2 separate regions of the Mus musculus genome follow, and region 1 is linked to region 2. A link is a contact called in public promoter capture Hi-C data. All regions are on one chromosome and are shown on one strand. The core of a region is the stretch at or near the end of the contact, and the rest is flanking DNA. Distances in the headings are between cores, read along the strand shown.

The links. Promoter capture Hi-C pulls out the DNA fragments that hold promoters and counts their contacts.
Region 1: a promoter capture Hi-C map of liver shows a contact between it and region 2, with 5 times the contacts expected there. The contact joins the promoter of Tubgcp4 here to the promoter of Knl1 in region 2. A contact is called at or near these places in 1 of 39 promoter capture datasets (liver), 1 of 115 datasets of contacts at active chromatin or transcription factors (astrocytes) and 2 of 9 other capture datasets (adipose tissue and liver).

What each region holds. Positions count from the first base shown.
Region 1 is chr2:121,169,232-121,172,793 of GRCm38.p6, forward strand. It overlaps Tubgcp4 (tubulin, gamma complex associated protein 4), which reads left to right and starts at 1,937. Exons shown (of 18, transcript NM_153387.3): 1 at 1,937-2,240. The coding sequence starts at 2,163. It overlaps Zscan29 (zinc finger SCAN domains 29), which reads right to left and starts at 1,894. Exons shown (of 5, transcript NM_001290819.1): 1 at 579-1,894; 2 at 1-172. The coding sequence starts at 893.
Region 2 is chr2:119,044,879-119,048,532 of GRCm38.p6, forward strand. It overlaps Knl1 (kinetochore scaffold 1), which reads left to right and starts at 2,241. Exons shown (of 24, transcript NM_029617.3): 1 at 2,241-2,345. n-TSgct7 (a tRNA gene) reads right to left here and starts at 1,953; the gene lies at 1,872-1,953.

The DNA of each region.
Region 1 (3,562 bases), core at 687-3,186, 2.1 Mb after region 2:
GGTTCATCTGCTCCTGTAGTCTCAGGGCTGGCCTTCTTGCCCTCTCTTTCTTGGATACACCCTTGGGCTGGGGTTCCACTGACTCCTGCAGAACACTTAATAACTCCTGTGATGATTTCAGGGGTGTCATCTTCTCCGAGTGCATTTCCTGCCCCTTCACAGAGACTGTGACCTAGAAATAACCCCCCGTTAATTGACATGGTCATAACAAGGGGCATTCCCAGGGGGAGACCATCCTCTGAGGCCAGGCCAGAGTGGAGGGTGGGGAGTAGGACAGACAAGTGTTTATTCCGTTATCATCAGCTTAGAGTGGTTGAAACTGCAGAAAGATCAAACAGAAACCCAAATAGCAGCTGGAAAAGAAACTTCCCCCATTTTTTCTCTTAAGAAACTGAAGTGAAAGACTTACTGTAACAGAGTAGGCATCTCCAAGCAAGCCCTACCTGAAAAAGTAACCCTTCCAGATCAGAAGTATCAAAATCACCAAACCTCTTTACATCCGACTGATCTTAAACTGCCCCTCCATCCTTGTCTCTCCCCAGCCACACACTTCTGACTGTATTCCCCCTCCTCCTCACCGAATGTCCAGGTCTTCCAGACTCTCTTTCTAAATCTTCCACCAGTGTCACCGCCTCCTCTCCATTTTCTGGACATTGCTTCTGTACCCAGTTCTGGATCTCCACAGGTAGCACAGTCAGGAATTGCTCTAGCACCAACAATTCTACAATCTGCTCCTTGGTCCGCACCTCCGGCCTTAGCCACCGACAGCAAAGTTCCCATAGTTGGCTGAAAGCCTCCCGGGGCCCAGCCACCTCCTGGTAATGGAATCTTCTGAAGCGCTGTCGTAAGCTTTCAGAGCTTGTGCCATTTCCTCTCCGAGTGGGTTTGGCCATCTTTCACAGCAGAAAGCCGTTTCTCTCCTCACTGTCTGGGTTCTAGGACTTATTACACTATCTTTGCATGCCCTTGGAGAAACACCTGCAGATGAGTCTCTCTGTAAAAAGGAGTTTTATCCTAGAGTAGAGAGAAATGGCGCTATCTGAGGAGAGTATCTTTACATGTTTAAAACCTTGTCAGAGCCGGCCTGACTTTCAATATGCTCGAAGTGGCCTTCTGAGGCAGTACCTTTTCAGGACAGCAAATCAATAGGCAAGGTGAAAATGACCTTTTAAAAACTGCATTTCTAGGTGACGTTTAGAGTATCCCCAGGAAGTTGCAGAGAAAAGAAAAATCTGTCCGCTTCGCTCCCACCTCAGGTAAATCATTAGCGCCCCAGATCAAATCGGTCAAAACGTTTGGCGAACGACAACAAAAAGCCTCTGTCCAGCGAGCGCCGGCTATTCTCCCCTAGAACCACCGCCGTCCTTCCAGAAGCTCCTGGTGTCTGCCCCGCCCCTTGAACACCAAACTACAAATTTCCACCCCGAACCAAAGTCAAGTGCCGAACACTGGGTCTCTTGCTCGCGCCTCCCGAACGAAGTAAGAACTCGGCAAGAGTTCCGGGGCGACAGATGGGGAAGGTCGCGCACCGGGGGAGCCGACTTGGGCTTCTAAATTGAGGTGGACTAGGGGAGAGTTACAGGAGTTGGTGAAGCGAGGAAGCTCGAGGGGCGGCAGTGGTGGGTCTCCTGAGAACGAGGCCGATGCGGGCCGGTGCTGCGAGTCCGTGGGCTTCGAGCACAGCTCCACAGCGGCGGCTGCCAAGTTCCAGCTTTGTTTTCTTCCCTCCGGCCGGGTCACTCTGGGAGACGTCGGCAGTCGGTCAAAATGCCACAGACCCTGCCAAGGCGTCCTGAGGACTCCCGCCGGCCCACCCCAGGCCGCGTCTCTCTCAACCAGCTTCTCAACTCACTCTCATCCCTTCCCCTCCTGGGCTAGCCTCAGTCCCGCTCTCAAGCCGGAAGTCCGAGCGGGCTTCTCCTGGAGCCCAGGACGCATGCGCGACGGCACCGGCGCCTCCTCGCGGCTCCGCGGCGGGAGCGAGGCGGTGGGCGCCTGGGCCGCGCGCACTTCCGGGATGCGGCGCGCGGCTCTGTGGCATCTCCTCTCCCGGTGGACTGCGGGGATTCAGGGCAAGAGATTCCGCTGGGTGTGAGGGGTCGCCCGGAGAGGCGCTGAAAAGAGGAGGTGGTAGATCTAGGGACTCCCGAGCCGCCCTAGAAATGATTCACGAACTGCTCTTGGCCCTGAGTGGGTACCCAGGGTCCATTTTCACCTGGAACAAGCGGAGTGGCCTGCAGGTATGCAGGGGGTCAGAGACGAGTCGCTTGCCGCGCGGCGGGTGCAGCTGAGCCGCAGCGAAGGGGCGGGACCCGGGGAACTCCAACCGACCGGCGCCCGCGAGCGGGGAGAAACCGAGGGCCAACCCTACGGAGCTCCGGCTATGGGGGCCCTGCGGTCCCGCGACTCCTGCTAGAGAACCACTAGGAGTGGATAGAACCACACTTCTTTTCACTGCATATGAATTTGTTGTTAAACTGAATCCCTAAATGTGTAGCTGGAATTAGATGATAGTTATTTGAGGGAAAAGGGGGAGGGATAGGGAACTCTTGCATTGATTCAAATTGAATTTTGAAAGTAGTGGAAATGTATACAAAGCGCTCAAGACACAATACTCAGTAAATTGTGTTGGATGAAAAAAATGAATTTGTAAACATATGGTGTTTCCCTCCTTTCTTCGAAAATTTCTGTACCAGGTGAAGAACTTGAGAGGGGGTTTTTCCTGTAATTAGAAGAGTATAACAGGAATGTACCCGTTAGTTGTTTTCTCTTCCTCTCCCCCTCTGTTCCTTTATCTCCCCCAACCCCCGTGAGAAGCCCAGATATAGCGTGATACTCAATATTTTGCCGAAACTAAATTGGCAACACTGAGTTTAATAGCCAGGCGTAGTGTTTGTGCCTGTAATCCCAGCCTTTGGGAAGTTGAAGCAGGATTATTGGTGTGATTCAAGTCCAGCCTGGGCTTCACTGTGGAACCTTCTCTCAAAAAAGAAAGCAAGAAAAGAAGGGAACAGAGGGCAGAGAAAGGCAAAGAAAAGAATGACAACTACAAATGTGTCTAAGTGTGTTGTGTAAAATGGTATCAGTGACTTCAAGGTGGAGTTGACTTTTTCACAGTAATTAAGCCTAAACTAGAATTTTTTTTTTTAAAACTAGAGTATGTGTCTATGTTGTATGAGTGTGGGCATATATGTCACAGAGTGTATGAAGAGGTCAACTTTATGGAGTCACTTCTCTCTTCCCACATTTGTGTAGGTTTCAGGGATTTAACTCAGGTCTTCAGGTTTGTGTAGCAAATGCCTGACTCTCTGAGCCATTTCACTGATCTTAAACCTAGAACTTTTCTAAAACTCTGTCAACAAGAAGTGTTCAAATTTGATAACTGTACCCAAGGAGCTAAAGGGATCTGCAACCCTATAGGTAGAACAACATTATGAACTAACCAGTACCCCGGAGCTCTTGACTCTTAGCTTCATATGTATCAAAAGATGGCCTAATCGGCCATCACTGGAAAGAGAGGCCCATTGGACTTGCAAATTTTATATGCCCCAGTACAGGGGAA
Region 2 (3,654 bases), core at 991-3,490:
CTCCTGAGTGCCAAGATTAAAGGCTTGTGTCACTACCCAGTTTGGATCAAATTTCTGACACACAAAATTTGACAGACACTCTCAAACCATAGGAATTCTAAAGCAGTCAGAGTAATATAAAATACACGATTTCAATCAGAGGCAAAGTCACAGGCAATATCACTGAAGCTCATTGCCTTATTTAAAAGTGTTTTTGATGAGAGATTATGAAAATGATTGTCGCTGCCCACTCTTCACCCACAAAAAATTGGCTACTAAATTGTCTGCAAGGCCCCTGAAGGGATGTATGTCCCACCAGGACAGAAAACGGACAGTAAGACATGGCTGAAGAGAACTGGCCAAAAGTGCCCAGACTGTGAAGGTAGCAACATTCCCAAGGGATTTGGACCTAAAATGGAGGAACCAGGAGAGAGGCGTCTGACTGCCTTCCAATCATCAGTGCCACAAATCTTGCTGAAGCACCTGCCCCTGGTGCTGGGCTCTTGAACACTGAGCATGCCCAGTGAGAGGAATGTAAAATCACCACTCCAGGGGATCATTAAGAACTCTTCATGATCTGGTACCATACAGGATGAGGGTTAAACATCATGGAGTCAATAGATGTGGGTTACACTGTCCTGTCTGCAACTTAGAAGCTGTATAGCCTTGGACAAATTAATCTTTCAGTGTAAAACAACAATAATAGAATATGAAGACATCTATCATGATCACAGGGTTCTGCAGAGTCGGAGACACATAATCCATGTAAAATGTATGTTGCTTTTAGTTATGTAAAAAACATTAAGGGTTTTTAAGTGTGAGTTGAATGAATTTGTCTGATGATGTTACAGGAGGAAAATCTCTGTTCTTTTTTCTATTCCTAATCCTTTGGTTAAATCCAGAAGATTCAGCTTTTTGTCTTTTGAAAAGGTAGTCGTGTTCCTCTTCTTCAGTAGTTTCTGGATCATAGCAAGATTTCAAATGTCATGGGCATTTTTGTTTGTTTGTTTGTTTTGTTTTTGGGAGTTTTGTTTTGGGGTGGGGGTGGGGGGATTGAGACAGTGTTTCTGTGTAGCCCAGACTGTCCTGGAACTCATGCTGGAACTCACTCTGTAGACCAGGCTGGCTTCGAACTCAGAAATCCGCCTGCCTCTGCCTCCCAACTGCTGGGATTAAAGGTCTGCGCCACCACTGCCCTGCAAAGGGTTCACTTGGGTTACCCCCCCACCCCCACCCCCACCCCCACCCCTACCCCCACCCCCATGGGCACCTTTTTAATGTATACATTGAAAACAAATCCCATAGCTTGCTTAAGGGCTGGAAGAGGTGGCATTTGTAATGCAATATGGTACTTCACGATCAGGACAGGTATTAAACCCCCAAAATAGCGATTATGGGGGTATAGCTTTGTAATCCTAGCATTTGGGAAGGCGAGACAGGATGATTTTTAACCTGGAGGCTAGACTGCTACACAGTAAAACTGTGTCTCAAAATAACAAAAACAAAACAAAGCCCTCGGAGTAAGAGCTCATTAAAGACTGAAAGCATTCATCTCAGAGCTAGGACATTTCATGTTCCAGACCACCACTGAACATGTCCTGTTATTTTACTTTGTAAGAAATTAAATTCCTAGAAAAAAGTCTCTTTATCTGCTTTTTCTTCATCTGTGAGTCATAACATTCCAAAAGCAGCCTTTCAAATATCTCAATTCCTTCAGCTGATTTCAAATATCAAATTCCTTCAAATTACAATATCACCAACTAAAACACCTCGATGCTGAGACTAATTGTGTTAGATAGAACCTGATCGGAATTAAAACCCGAAGCAATATTTAATCACTTCCATCCTGTGGATTATAAATTCACATTACACTAATTAGCAAAAGACACTTTCGACGAGGATGGGATTCGAACCCATGCGTGCAGAGCACAATGGATTAGCAGTCCATCGCCTTAACCACTCGGCCACCTCGTCCCAGAAGCTAGTTTCTTCCTGGTAGCTATAGGGAGTAGACACAGAGCGCTGTGACGCAATACCATGGAAGTCGCCATTTTGTACGGAAGCCAACAGTGCGATTGTTTACTCTGCAAACACTCGAAAGAAGATGGCCGTTCTCAGAATAACAGAGACGAAGAAAATTCTGTAGAAAAGAAGAAAAACCCGAGGGAACTTAAGTCAGAGCAGAGGAGGACAGAGAAGTTTATGTCTTAGGGGCGGGGCCGGTCTGGAGCCGAAGGGGTGGGGTCTGCGCGGCGCGCAGCACTGAGCATGCGCATCACTAGGGCGGTTAGATTTGAATACTTCAGGGACGTTGAGAGGTGACGTCCGACTCCAAGGAGCGCGAGGACCCCAGACAAGTCAAGCAGGTGGTCGGTGGCGGGTCAGAATGCTCCTTTCCGTTCTGGGCTCCTGAGAGGGCTCGGGTTCTGTTTGAGTGCTGAAGGGCGGGCGCGGGTTGCTGAGGTCGCTCGGTCGTCGGGGCGATCTCGGAAAGGCCCTGCAGCCGACCGGACCGCGCGAGCGCCAACGGCCCGCTCTCCTTCTCCTGGAGCGCCGCGTTTCGCTTCTCCTTTCCCAAAGCCGCTCCATTCCCGGGGTCGTGTCGTCTGCGCGGTGCGCCGTGGGCCTCCGGGTTCGCCCCGCCCATCATCTTTGGTCAGGGCTCCGGGATCCGGTCCCACCGTCTCTCGCCAACTCCTTGTGGTATGTGTTTCTGACCGACGTTCCCTGCTTCCGTGGTCTGAAGGCGACGAGTGAACTTTAAATTGTAGGCTCCGTCCGAGCACAATAATAGAGTTTCGGGTTTCTGCAGGTCCAACATTAGTAAAGACAAATCGGTGTGTTAGATTACATAAATTTCCTTTCCCATCCAAAAGACTTTGGATTCCCTTTGGGAAGAAAAATATTGCCTACTGCAATTTTTAAAATGTACTAGACGTTGTAGTTTGATTTATGCTCATATATTTGAATGCCGAGTCAACTGAGAGTGGCACTGTTTGAAAGGATTAGGAGGAGGGGTGGCCTTGTTGGAGGAGATGTGTTAATGAGGGATGAGCTTTGAGGTTTCCAAAACTCTGCCTGCTGTTTGTGGACGTTCTTGGCTACTCCTTCAGCATTGTGTTTGCTCGCAGGTTCCCCATGATGACTGCTATATAAGTCTCTGAAACTGTAAGCAAGACCCCCAATTAACTGCTTCCTGCTATAAGAGTTGTGGCCATGGTGTCTCTTCACAGCAATAAAACTGTGACTAAGACAGAAGTTAACAGAGATAAAGCATGTGGCTAAAACCCAAAGCAGCAGTTTATTCTAGACACCAAGGTTGACCGTTAGTTTTCATTTCAGTTAAATTGGTTCCGTTGAGTCCCTTGTATGTCTCATAGGTTCATTGTCTTGTGCTAAAGTAGACTTCATGGGGATGGCATTTCATTGGTCAGATTGTTGGAGAGATGATTTATAAATATGGAAGGAAATATATCGTAAGGTATTTGGTCATTAAAGGTTAGGTTCAAGCAGTGTACTTCTTGACTATGTGAATGGCTGGAAACCTTTACAAGTTGATAGATGTAAATGGAGTAAAATGTTTGGGATGGTGATATAAATGATGTGTTTGATGCTGAGAATACGAGAAGGTACTGATTCTAGATACTGGATCGAACAAGCGTTTCCAATAGAATT